Regions from separate parts of the Mus musculus genome. Here region 1 is linked to region 2. Evidence: chromatin contacts called from public promoter capture Hi-C data. All regions are on one chromosome and are shown on one strand. Each heading gives the region's core, a stretch centred on a gene start, on an enhancer-like site or on the middle of the called end of the contact. The rest is flanking DNA. Distances are from core to core; before and after follow the strand shown. Region 1 holds the start of Vrk3 (vaccinia related kinase 3). Region 2 holds the start of Cic (capicua transcriptional repressor).

The links. Promoter capture Hi-C pulls out the DNA fragments that hold promoters and counts their contacts.
Region 1: a promoter capture Hi-C map of pre-B cells shows a contact between it and region 2. The contact joins the promoter of Vrk3 here to the promoter of Cic in region 2. A contact is called at or near these places in 2 of 39 promoter capture datasets (cranial neural crest and pre-B cells).

Annotation. Positions count from the first base shown.
Region 1 is chr7:44,745,473-44,750,982 of GRCm38.p6, reverse strand. Vrk3 (vaccinia related kinase 3) reads right to left here and starts at 2,354. Exons shown (of 15, transcript NM_133945.1): 1 at 2,332-2,354. It overlaps Zfp473 (zinc finger protein 473), which reads left to right and starts at 2,634. Exons shown (of 5, transcript NM_001289836.1): 1 at 2,634-3,073.
Region 2 is chr7:25,264,514-25,269,702 of GRCm38.p6, reverse strand. It overlaps Cic (capicua transcriptional repressor), which reads right to left and starts at 2,004. Exons shown (of 21, transcript NM_001302811.1): 1 at 1,947-2,004. It overlaps Gm45974 (a long non-coding RNA gene), which reads left to right. Exons shown (of 3, transcript XR_001778066.2): 3 at 1,306-1,370.

The DNA of each region.
Region 1 (5,510 bases), core at 1,105-3,604, about 19 Mb before region 2:
CTTTAGTGATGACCAGCAGTATGGAAGTGTAAGGTAAATAAGCCCTTTCCTCCTCAACTTGCTTCTTGGTCATGAGGTTTCCTGCAGGAATAGAAACCCTGACTAAGACACCAGCACACCCTGGTAGCGACTTCTACAGTCAACATGATGAAACACATTGGCTTCTTATCTTCAGGTCAAAATATCCTTGCAGGTTCTCACCTGGAAGCAGATGCTCAGCATGACCCTGAGCTGGCAACATCAGGCTTTTCACCAGGTAGCCTCTATCTCTTCAGCCTATCACAGCCTAGGCTGTCATCTCCCCCTCTTTACTGCAGTCACATCCTAACTACAATGACCATCAGCCTCTACACCTTGTCACTGTGGTTTGTTAACCAAACAGAGGTCACAATGATCCAGTTATAGTCAGTTCCGAGGGTAGGCTGGAGGTCTCGGGGATTTAGAATGCACTGTTCTTCCAGAGGACCCAGATTCAGTCTCCAGCACCCCAGTCTGATGGGTGGCTCACATCACCTGTAACTTCAGCTCCAGGGGATCTGACACCCTCTTCTGGCACTTGCAAATTCATGCCATATACACAAACAGAGCCCATGACGAGTGCCACGCCATCTCTGATGATGGTAAACAGCCACAGCCCTGTGGGTGAGCCGTCAGCAAATGAGCTCGGGCAGGTAAGCGTGGGCTGAATTGCAATGTAAATTGCAAGCAGAGAAAGCCTCTCTCATTTTCTAAGACATTCTAGATGCAAACATGTAGATAAGATACCATAGGAAAAAATATTATACAATTGACTGCAATTTCTGTCTGGCACCTCAACCAACGTTAGAATGTAAACTAGTTGTGCAGAATTTAAAAACATCCATCTTTATGATCTTTAATTTTGAGTATGTGTGTGTTTGCATGTGGGTATGTGTAAAAGGTCTTTGCTACTTTGTGAGTTCTTTTTCCTGCCTTTATTCTCCCCTTCCCATTTCACCCCCTATCCCTAGGTAGGAGAGAAAGAAGGACAGAGGGAGAGAGATCAAGAACTCTGAATCTAATTTCTTCTTTGAGCACAACTACTAACAAACTGCAATACCCCCCCCATCCCCCACCCCCACCAAACAACTCTCACGGTACCCAGTTGAGGCCCTAGTATTTACAGACTCTCTGAGAAGTTCCCAGAATTCCAAACGTCACACAGTTGTAGAAACTATGTGCAGCTGGCAAAATCATGAGCTGCTGGAGCAGGAGGCAAAGCTTAGTCAGCTGCGGAGAAGCAGCCCCATAGCCCCACTCCTGGGATTGAAACAAAAACATATTCTTATATTTCTGTGTTTTTTTTAAAGAAATGAAAATTCCAGAATTTTCACTACAGTTATGTGCATATGAACCCGTGTGAAGGCCAATCCCTAATTCCCTAGAACTAGGGTTACAGGCAGTCATGAACTGGGAACCAACTTGAGTCCTCCGGAAGACAGTAAGCACTCAAATATTGAACCAACTCTCCAGTCCTTAGGCAGGGCTGGATTCTTTTTTTAAAGACAGTGTTTCATGTAGCTTAGGCCGACCTTGAACTTTTGATCCCCCAGCATTTGAAACTTACCCAAGCGTACATCCAGCTTTAATTAAACTGAGGTGCCCATTACTATGTAGTCCATCCTGGGCTGTCCTGGAATTCACTATTCTCAAAAATCCTCCTGACTCAGCCTCCCAAGTGCTAGAACATTGCTGAGTTTAGAGCTACTCCTAGGGGAGGTGGCAGTTCGGGTATATAATACAATAAGTGTCTGTTGCACAGATCCTTGCATACAGTAAGTGCTCGGATCTTGAGTGTTGAGGTCTCCTGTCTAAGGCTGCACATTCAGTTCCGACTACTGATACTCAAGTCGGCTTTTATTATGCACCCATTTGTTTAGTTCATTTATCCTACGTATGACCATCAGCTTGCTACCATCTATGCTCCTGTTGCAGGAACGCAGCACAGCAGAGTACCAAAGGCTAAATTCCACAGGTGTGGGACTAACACTTCCCTAAGTAGCAGAGACTGGACCGGGCCCCACAATCCCAAAGAAACCAGTGACGAGGTACCCGTGGAGGCGGAGGCGGAGTGTCTGACATTCCTCACAGGCTCCGCCCAACACCTTCCCAGCAAAACAGAGGAAGTGGGTGCTCCCCCCACTCCCGCCCCCGAACCCCAGCCTTGGTCGGCCTCCGCCTTCCTCAGGCAGTGACGTCACAGGCTGCCGGGCGAGCGGCTCCTCATCACTGTACTTGTGAAAAAGCCGTGGGCGCCGGGGTTTCTCACGGCCCGGACTCTCACTCCGATCCGGAGCAGAAACTTGGACTCACCTTTACAGTTGCCCCGCAGAAACTTCCGGGGAGGGAGGGTGAAGGAGGGGCTGCGCGCGCATCCCCCACCGGCCGTGCGACAGCAGCGAGCAGACGCGGCCTATTTCCTCTAATACAGGGCATCCGGACAAGCTGTGCCCTGCTGGAAACTCCATTTCCCAGAAGCCTGAGCGACACGCCTGATTAGTCCATCCCCCTAATTGCTCACCGTTATTCGGCCTTCTCTGGGGCGGGCTTTTCCTTCTACTGCGCATGTCTGACGTCAATCTTGATGAAATACGTGACAGCCACCAATCAAAGGTCCTGTTGTCATTTTTAAACTCTCCTTGCTTCTGTGCTCTCTCTGTAATCTCAGTTTTGCCTTCAAACTGTATCTATGGCAACCCGCTGTCACCTCCAAATGGAATTTTCGGGGTGTAGAAGGTGAAAGTAGTCCTATAACAGGGTAGTGGGCCATCCAACCTTGGTGTCACTTAGCCATGAATCTGTTTCCTCTCTACTTCCTAGAGGGCTCAGTGGGTGGAGACCACAGGTGGTGGGTCCTGGAATTTGGCGCGGAGTTACCTGGGTGGGATAAATTTGAGGAGAAGTTTCTGGAACCGGAACTTCCTCGGAGGAATTTCCCCCTGTACTCTGAGGGAGCCCTCCTCATGAGGAGTTGGGTTTTCTTGGGATCCTGGAAAGCATATGTTCTTTGGGTTGCCAGCCATGCTGAGGTACGGAGACACGGAGCCATGCCGAGGTACGGAGACTAAGCCCAGGCGCCCATGGCCTTAGTCCTCTGTGGCCGGGGTGGGAGGCCCTGACAGAATGCTGAACCCTTGAGTGCTCACAGCCGGGCGTAGGCCCGGCTCTTAAGCGGGGGTTTCCTCTCGCGACCAATACCTACAATAATGGCCCAGAGACATCTATTGCTTCAGTTTCGGGGTATCAAACCCCCTCTTGGGCTTCTAAAGGCACTTAGGTGTACACACATAGCACTTTGAAGCAGTCATAAACAAATTTAAAAGGAAAGATTATTTGTATCTATTATTTGAGCATCTCAAATATATACTGTTATGTTCTATTTAAAAAGCCAGGGAAGCCAGGGATATGTTTGGTAGGGCGAGGTATGGTGCTGGGGAAGGGGGTGCCTCTGCGGGCCCATGCTGAGGCATCCCTTCCCCTTGAGGTACCAACCACAGTGGGTATAGTGTAGAATAGAGTTTATTTAGGGCATGGGGAGGGGAGTTGAGAGGTAGTAGAGACAGAGAAAGGTAGGGAGAGGGAGTAGAGGCCGGCCATGAACACGTGTAGAGAGAGGGGAATAGGGCAAGAAGGGACAGAGAAGGAAGAGAGTGTGGGGACTGAGGGGCAAGCAGCCCCTTTTATAGTGAGTCAGGCATACCTGGCTTTTGCCAGGTAACTGTGGAGTGGAGTGTAGAAGAAATGCTAACATTCCTTTGTTTTGGTTTAATTTTAAAAAAGGAAAAATTAGAAAGAGGCAACGGTGAAGCAAAAAATAGGGTCATCATGATCTTTAGCTAACTTTCTGTTGTTATTGGGGCAGTGTGTCTCTGGGAAACCTAAGAAGATGGGGGTGGGGATGTTGGTGAAGTCTTAGGAGAATTGGCTGTGTCCTTGCTGCTCAGGGTCTGTGGAACCAACTGTGGATAGATCAGAAGGAGCAGGTCCAGTAGAAGTATCTGTGGCTGTAAGAGAAAATTGGAGCATCTATGGGTTGTTTCTCTGGAGCTGTCTTATGTGTAGATTTTGAGTAAACGCTTGGATTTGGCAAGATGCTGAAACACACACACACACACACAGGAGGTAGAGAATAAAGTTAAGTACGTTTGGGAGAAAAAAAATTAGGTCTTTGGGGTAAGAGGAGTCCCAATCCCAGGAACAGGAGAGCAATCTCACCCTCTGGAATAGGTAGCCAGTGAGAACGTAGGCTATTGCTTGGCAGGTGTACTTACCTGGATGGAGACTATTTAGTCCATAAGAAGTAGATTGGAGTGGGTTTCCTGTAGTTTGTAAGTTTATAAAAGAGATAAATTTGTTAACAGCATGAATAGTCTTTAAGATGAGCTTAAGGAGGACAAAAACTTTTCATGGAGCAGAAGGAGCAAGAAGGGATTTTTTTTTTCTGTCTAGGATACTGAATGTGTACGTACATATATTTCTACATATGTATATATATATATATATATATATATATATATATATATGTATATATATATATTTACATATGTATATATATAGTAAAATGAGAAACAACCTTAAGTCCATTGTTAAAAGACAACCAAGGAAACTTGTATTTGAACTTGTGAATATGAAAGTGGATCATATAGTGGAATGTCTTTTATTAGGGTTAGGCTGGTTTACAAGAACTCCACTGGTTAATGTTAGGACAATGGCATAGCAAGGAGAGGAAATCTGAAGCGTTTAGTCACTGGAGAGCGAGTTTAGATAAGGAAGTAGCAGAAGGTTACACCTGTGAAAGGTTACATAGGAACTTGTGTATCGTTATCATGAAGTCTGCGAGCAAGGCAGACCTGTCTGACTTTGGTAAGAGATCTGGTAGTCTTAGCTAGTTAACAAATTGACTAATGAGCTAATATAGTTGTGGATTACCTTAGAGTAAGGAGTTAAGTCTGTTTTCTAGCCATCAAGCTTAGCTGTCAAATCTGGGAAGAATAAATTATAATCTAGGTGTCATGTATTAATTAAAATGACAGAGGTTGGTCTATAGTCCAAAAAGTTTCCAGGTCCCTGTGGTCTCCATGGCAACTTGGGCAGAGTCGGTCTGTCAGGCCCAGAAGATGAAAAACTTTTTCCTGCAGAGTAAATACGTTTGAAATGAGAAATGACCAACCTTGACTTAAGCATTATAAGACATTTGACTCTCAGGGTATCTTGTTTGTCCACAGTATAGACCAGGCCCTGGCAGGGGACAAGGCAATGGATTGGTGCTTCTCAGTGGTTGTCATATCACAATCCAGCAGTCTTGTCACTGTGTCCATTATCTTCTCGGAGACCTTGGGGAGTCACTATTAGGCTTTGGAAGTCTCTGTCTGTCATAAACTTAAACGTTATTATATTTAGCAGATTTCTGTATTTAAGGCAGTGATCTTTAACCTTTTACTGTTTAGAAATCTCAGCCTTAGCGCCATCTTCCTTGAAACTATTGCGCCATG
Region 2 (5,189 bases), core at 755-3,254:
AGGTCAAAGACAGCAGGACAAGCCCAACAAGCCAACCTCACCCACTTCCTGAACAGTCACTCTGCCCGCCCCCTTTCAAGCTGCCCTGAGAAAAGAAGAAAAAAAAAAAAAAAAGGGCAAAACAAAACCCCTAAAACTTTACTCCAGAGTGACTTGGAAAACTTGAGAAGCCAAACATTAGCTGTCCTAGATTCCGCCAAACACAATCAGAGACCCCTCTGACAGTCTTCAGGCTGACTGCGATCCCAGATCTCATGCTCTCCGACTTGAGGCCTTCTCCTTCTGTGGGACAATTCTGGGGTTCTCACTGGCAGACTCTGAAGGGCCTGGGATCAGCACCAAGGTGCTGTGAGTTAAGCCGACTCCACTGCCATCTCCCCACTGACCTGCTAGGGCACCATTCAGGAGCCTGAGATCTGGTACAAACACTGTCCAAACATAAACCTTTACACCCCACCCAGGGCCTACAAGCACACCAGCCAACATCCCTTACCCCTGTTACCTGGACTGGTCTCTTTACCCCAGAGCCAGACCTCTCTTTCTTGGGGCCTACCTTCTTCCTGTGCACCATAGCTAACTACTACCCAGGGTCCCGCGGGCCCTCACCTCCCTTTCAGAACGTGAAACTCCTGAAGCTGAGGCCACCCCATGCCCTTTAGGGTCTCATCCTCTCTATTTCCATCCACCCTCCTGACACCATCTTCGCTTGCCACTCTCTCCCATCTTGTCACCACCTCTACCTTATTTTCTCAGATACTAGGCCCCCTCCTGTTACCCCCCCCCGCTGGTCACCCCCATTTATTTATATCACCTATTCCTCCTATTCACTCTTCTGTCGGCCATCTCTAGACCTCCAAATCTGACACCTCTGCCCATCGCCTCTCTTTATCACCCCCTCCAACTCGGTCCCCTTCCTCTCCCTGTCACCCTGATCTAATCCTGTTACCCCTCCATTCCTGTTATCAGTACTCTCCCCTAGTTGCTCCTTTTCTGTCACTCCCCACTTCCTACCACTTCTTCCACTCTGTCACCCCTTCCCACACCATTCCGCCCACCTCTTTTGCCCTGTACCCCTTTCCCGTCCCTGCCACCTGTCCCCTCTCGGCCTCCAGCTCCCCTCCACCCCCACGCAGTGTCAGCCCTAGCCCCGCCCTTCACCTCGGGCTCCGCGGGGTTTCGGGGCGGGGGGCCGTGGCCCCGGCTCAGTCCGGTCCGGTCCCTCCCCGCCCCCCCTCCGGCTCTCCCTCTCGATTCTCCCTTTTTTTTTTACTCCAACACACAAAATGGTGAATGGACCTGCAACAGCTGGAGCAACCAGCCAATAAACGGCCACAACCCCGGTGACCGGCGCCAACCTAGACCAATAGATATTCGCTGTCTAGTCGGCTCCGCCTATCATCCGCAAGCGACACTTGCTACCACCAATTGCGCTCTTCCGGCAGCGCCAAGGGGCGGGGTCAAATTCCAAGACCGGCCTCCCTCCGGGACCGACACCAACCTAAGCCTACGACTGCCTGATCTGCCTAGAACTCTACCTTACAACAAGTAATGGACACCTCCTTTAACCAATTAACAGACTATTTATATGCCGAATGACAATTACAGTACCCAATCACCATCCATCTTAAGCAAGAAACCACCCCCTGCGAGGGACAGTAACCAATAAAATGAAGGGAGGCGGGACTAAAGGATATGCCCTCCAATAAACAAGCTCGAGAGGCGTGGCCCGAGGGTTTGTTGACCAGCTGAACGCAATGCCTGCTGGGAATAGTAGTCTTCTTCTGTATCCGGCCCGTAGTCAGAAGCATAAGTCAGACTACAACTCCCATGTGACAGAGTGCATGGAGCTCCAAAGAACCCGGGCGAAGAGAAAAAGTCGGAAAGGGCAGCTCCTCCTGAGTCTCGCTGGACACTGGGAACATCTTAGACCCAGGGCCCCGACTCACCCGGATTGCTGGCTCTGGCGTCGCCAGTGGCTCCTCGCTGAGGCGGCTGTAGCGGCACGAGGGGGAGGTGCAAAGAGCAGCCAACCGACACCCGCGAGCCCCGCAGCCAATCAGCAACGGCAGGGGCGGTGCAATGACCTCACCGGTTCTACTCTCTTACCCCTCCCCCACGTGGTTGTTGGTGCTGGTAAACCAGAGTAGAGAAGTTTGGGGTAGGGGGATGGGAGGAGAACTAGTGATGTCACCTTTCCTCTGCATGATTGGCTGTCGGGTGGCCGGACTACGGCCAATCAACAGTCTCAAAAAGTCTGGCGCGGCCCCGCGGAAAGCCCTGTTGCCACCAGAAGGAGAGAGGACCTGCGGTTGTAGGGTAGCGCGCTCTGCAGTACTGGCAACCCGCGTGGCCTGTGGCCGTGATGTCAACTCCAAGACTTTTTGATTTTAGGACGGCGCACTTTTCTGATCGCACCCTCCAATCTCCAAACTTTTCTTTTGCGTCACTTCCTGGGGTTTCACACTTCATTCCGAAGGCGAATAGCCCTATGGCTTTTCACACCTGAGGAAAGATGTGTAAAAATCTTGGGGTGGGTGTCACACCGGAGGTGAGGAGAAGAGCATGTGCCACATACCCTCTGAGGCATAGACAGCTGTTGCCCCGGTGCCGAGTTTACACCAGGTGTGACTATCCCTAGCTTCAGTCTTCCCATCAGGTTTCCCTTGGATCAAAGGATAATGGAGAATGGTGTACTCCTCCTCTAATGAAGGTTTCTCTTGCATATGATGGATACTCAAGACTGTAATAGTGAAACACACACACACACACACATCTGGTCTATTGTAGCACATCTTACTGTTGGTGCTGGTTAGTTTTTAAGTTGACACAAGTACCAAATCCTGACATAGAGTGAACCCCAATTGTCTCCAAAAGATTGCCCTGTAGGCAAGTCAGTGCAGTACTATCTTAATTAGTGGTTGGTGTAGGAGGGTCCAACCCATTGTGGGTGGGTGCAACCCCTGAGAAAGTGGTCCTGGGAAGCAGGCGAAACAAACCATGGAGAGCAAGCCATTATGAAGGGTTCTTGCATGGCTTCCCCATTGAATTCTTGCCCAGAGTTCCTGCCCTGACGCCCCTTCAGATGGGCTTGATGAAATATAAGTTGAGATAAACCCCTTTCTCATTGAGCTGCTTTTAGTTATTCTGCTTTCCTTATGCTTGCACTATGCTCTGTAAGAGAATGTTCTGGGATATATGGCTGCTTCACATAGGACATGCAAAAAGCACCCATTATCTATGGCACTTACAGTGAGGCAACTTCTCGATATCTACAGGAAGTTCCCACCGTGCCGCAGACCCTATTGATCCCTTGTCTGCATGGAACGGGTCTCTAGTCTCAGGTGGGCAAGGAGTCAGCGGGAATGGATGGACAGACTCAACACAAGGGAGTGTGGATCTGAATGTAATTTGTCAAATTGAGCATCAAACTTTTTATACAGAAGAAAATAGGGAAGATGGGTGACACCAGCAAGGTACAAAGAGGTTACTGGATTCTTACACAAAACAGAGGAATGCAAACACGGAAGAACTGGCAGGAACCAACTGAGATAAAATTCTGTTAACAACTGGGATCAGAAACAGCTCCACCTAAGGTCCACTTAATCTTAGAAGCCAGGGGCTTGTGCCCTTGCCATAGTTCCTACTCTAGTCTATTGTATAGTCCACCTTCCCCCTAGGCCATTGTAAATACTTGCGTTTGGGTGTAACTCAGCTATCTATAGTTCTAAGTATCTACTCTGGTTCCTCTTTAGGTCACTTTAGGTTCTAAGTATCTACTTCTGGTTCCTCGTTATCTTCCTAGATAATGGTCAATTTCCAGGCAGCGGTGGCACACGCCTTTAATCCCAGCACTTGGGAGGCAGAGGCAGGCAAATTTCTGAGTTCAAGGCCAGCCTGGTCTACAGAGTGAGTTCCAGGACAGCCGAGGCTACACAGAGAAACCCTGTCTCAAAAACCAAAAACCAAAAGCCAAAAGCCAAAAAAAAAAAAAAAAAAAAAAAAAGATAATGGTAAATTTCTGTGTAGGGCAGTGACTTAGCTATCCATGCCCAAGGTCAGATCAAGGACTGCCTAGAATCTAACTTAGCTATATGTCAAAATATCAATTCTTAGGAGCACTTGTAATAAAGCAATATTAAGGGAAAGCACACAGATCCGTTTACCAACTAAAGCAAGGACATTGGCGCATTCTTTATACAGGATGCCACGATTCCAGGAGACTAAGTTTCCGTGAACTTTTCGCCTCGGGACAGCGCCCAGGTTTTCAGAGCCTGTGGCGCTTGTCACTACTGGAGTGGATGTAGCACCACCTTCCACGGGGATTCAAGGAAATTTGACTGTCCTTACAAGTTCACAGAGAACTTAGTCTATTACCCATGCTATTGTAGAACTCTGTTCTCTGAAGTGCTAGAAATACAACCATTAAGACCGTGTTTGGGCTGGTGAAGAGCACTAGCTAAAGGACCGAGATTTGAGGCCAAGCATCCGTGTGGTAACTCACAAGCATTGGGCAACTCCAGTTCTAGGGACCCAACACCTTCTTCTGGCCTATGCAGACATAAGGCACACACGTTGTTCACAGCTGTACATACAGGCATATTTAAAACTTAAAACATGCACATGTTAGCGGGCAGTGGTGGCACATGCCTTTAATTCTAGCACTTGGGGCAGAGGCAGGTGGAACCTCTGAGTTCAAGGCTAGCCTGGTCTACAAATGAGTTTCAGGACAGCCAGGACTATATATAGTAAGACCCTGTTGCCCAAACAAACAAAACATTTGGATAGCCCCTAATGAATGGCGTATGGTGGCCACCAAGTAGCAGGGGAGGGGGTGCACAACAGTCACAGATAATTCTTAGACTTTGCAAATGCAAACCGGCCTCGTTACGTTTGGATACAAAGAAAGTTGTAAGGTCCGCAGGAGGCTACTGCAGGGCAGTTCACAGTTCCCACTGTCCATAGAAGCCTGTGTTATGAAAGAGGCTCAGACGGGTCAGAGTGAAGGTGTGTTTCCCCTGTCAGGTCACATCAGGAGCGAGGGTTACACAAACACATCCTGCCAAGGAAATGTTCTGCTGTAGTGCAAAGGCTGTCTGGCTCTAGTGTGATTCTGATGTCCACAGAAGGGATTCCCCCACTCACCCATACTGCTTGTGAACATTGCAGCAGGCAGGCATGCAGGGAAACCA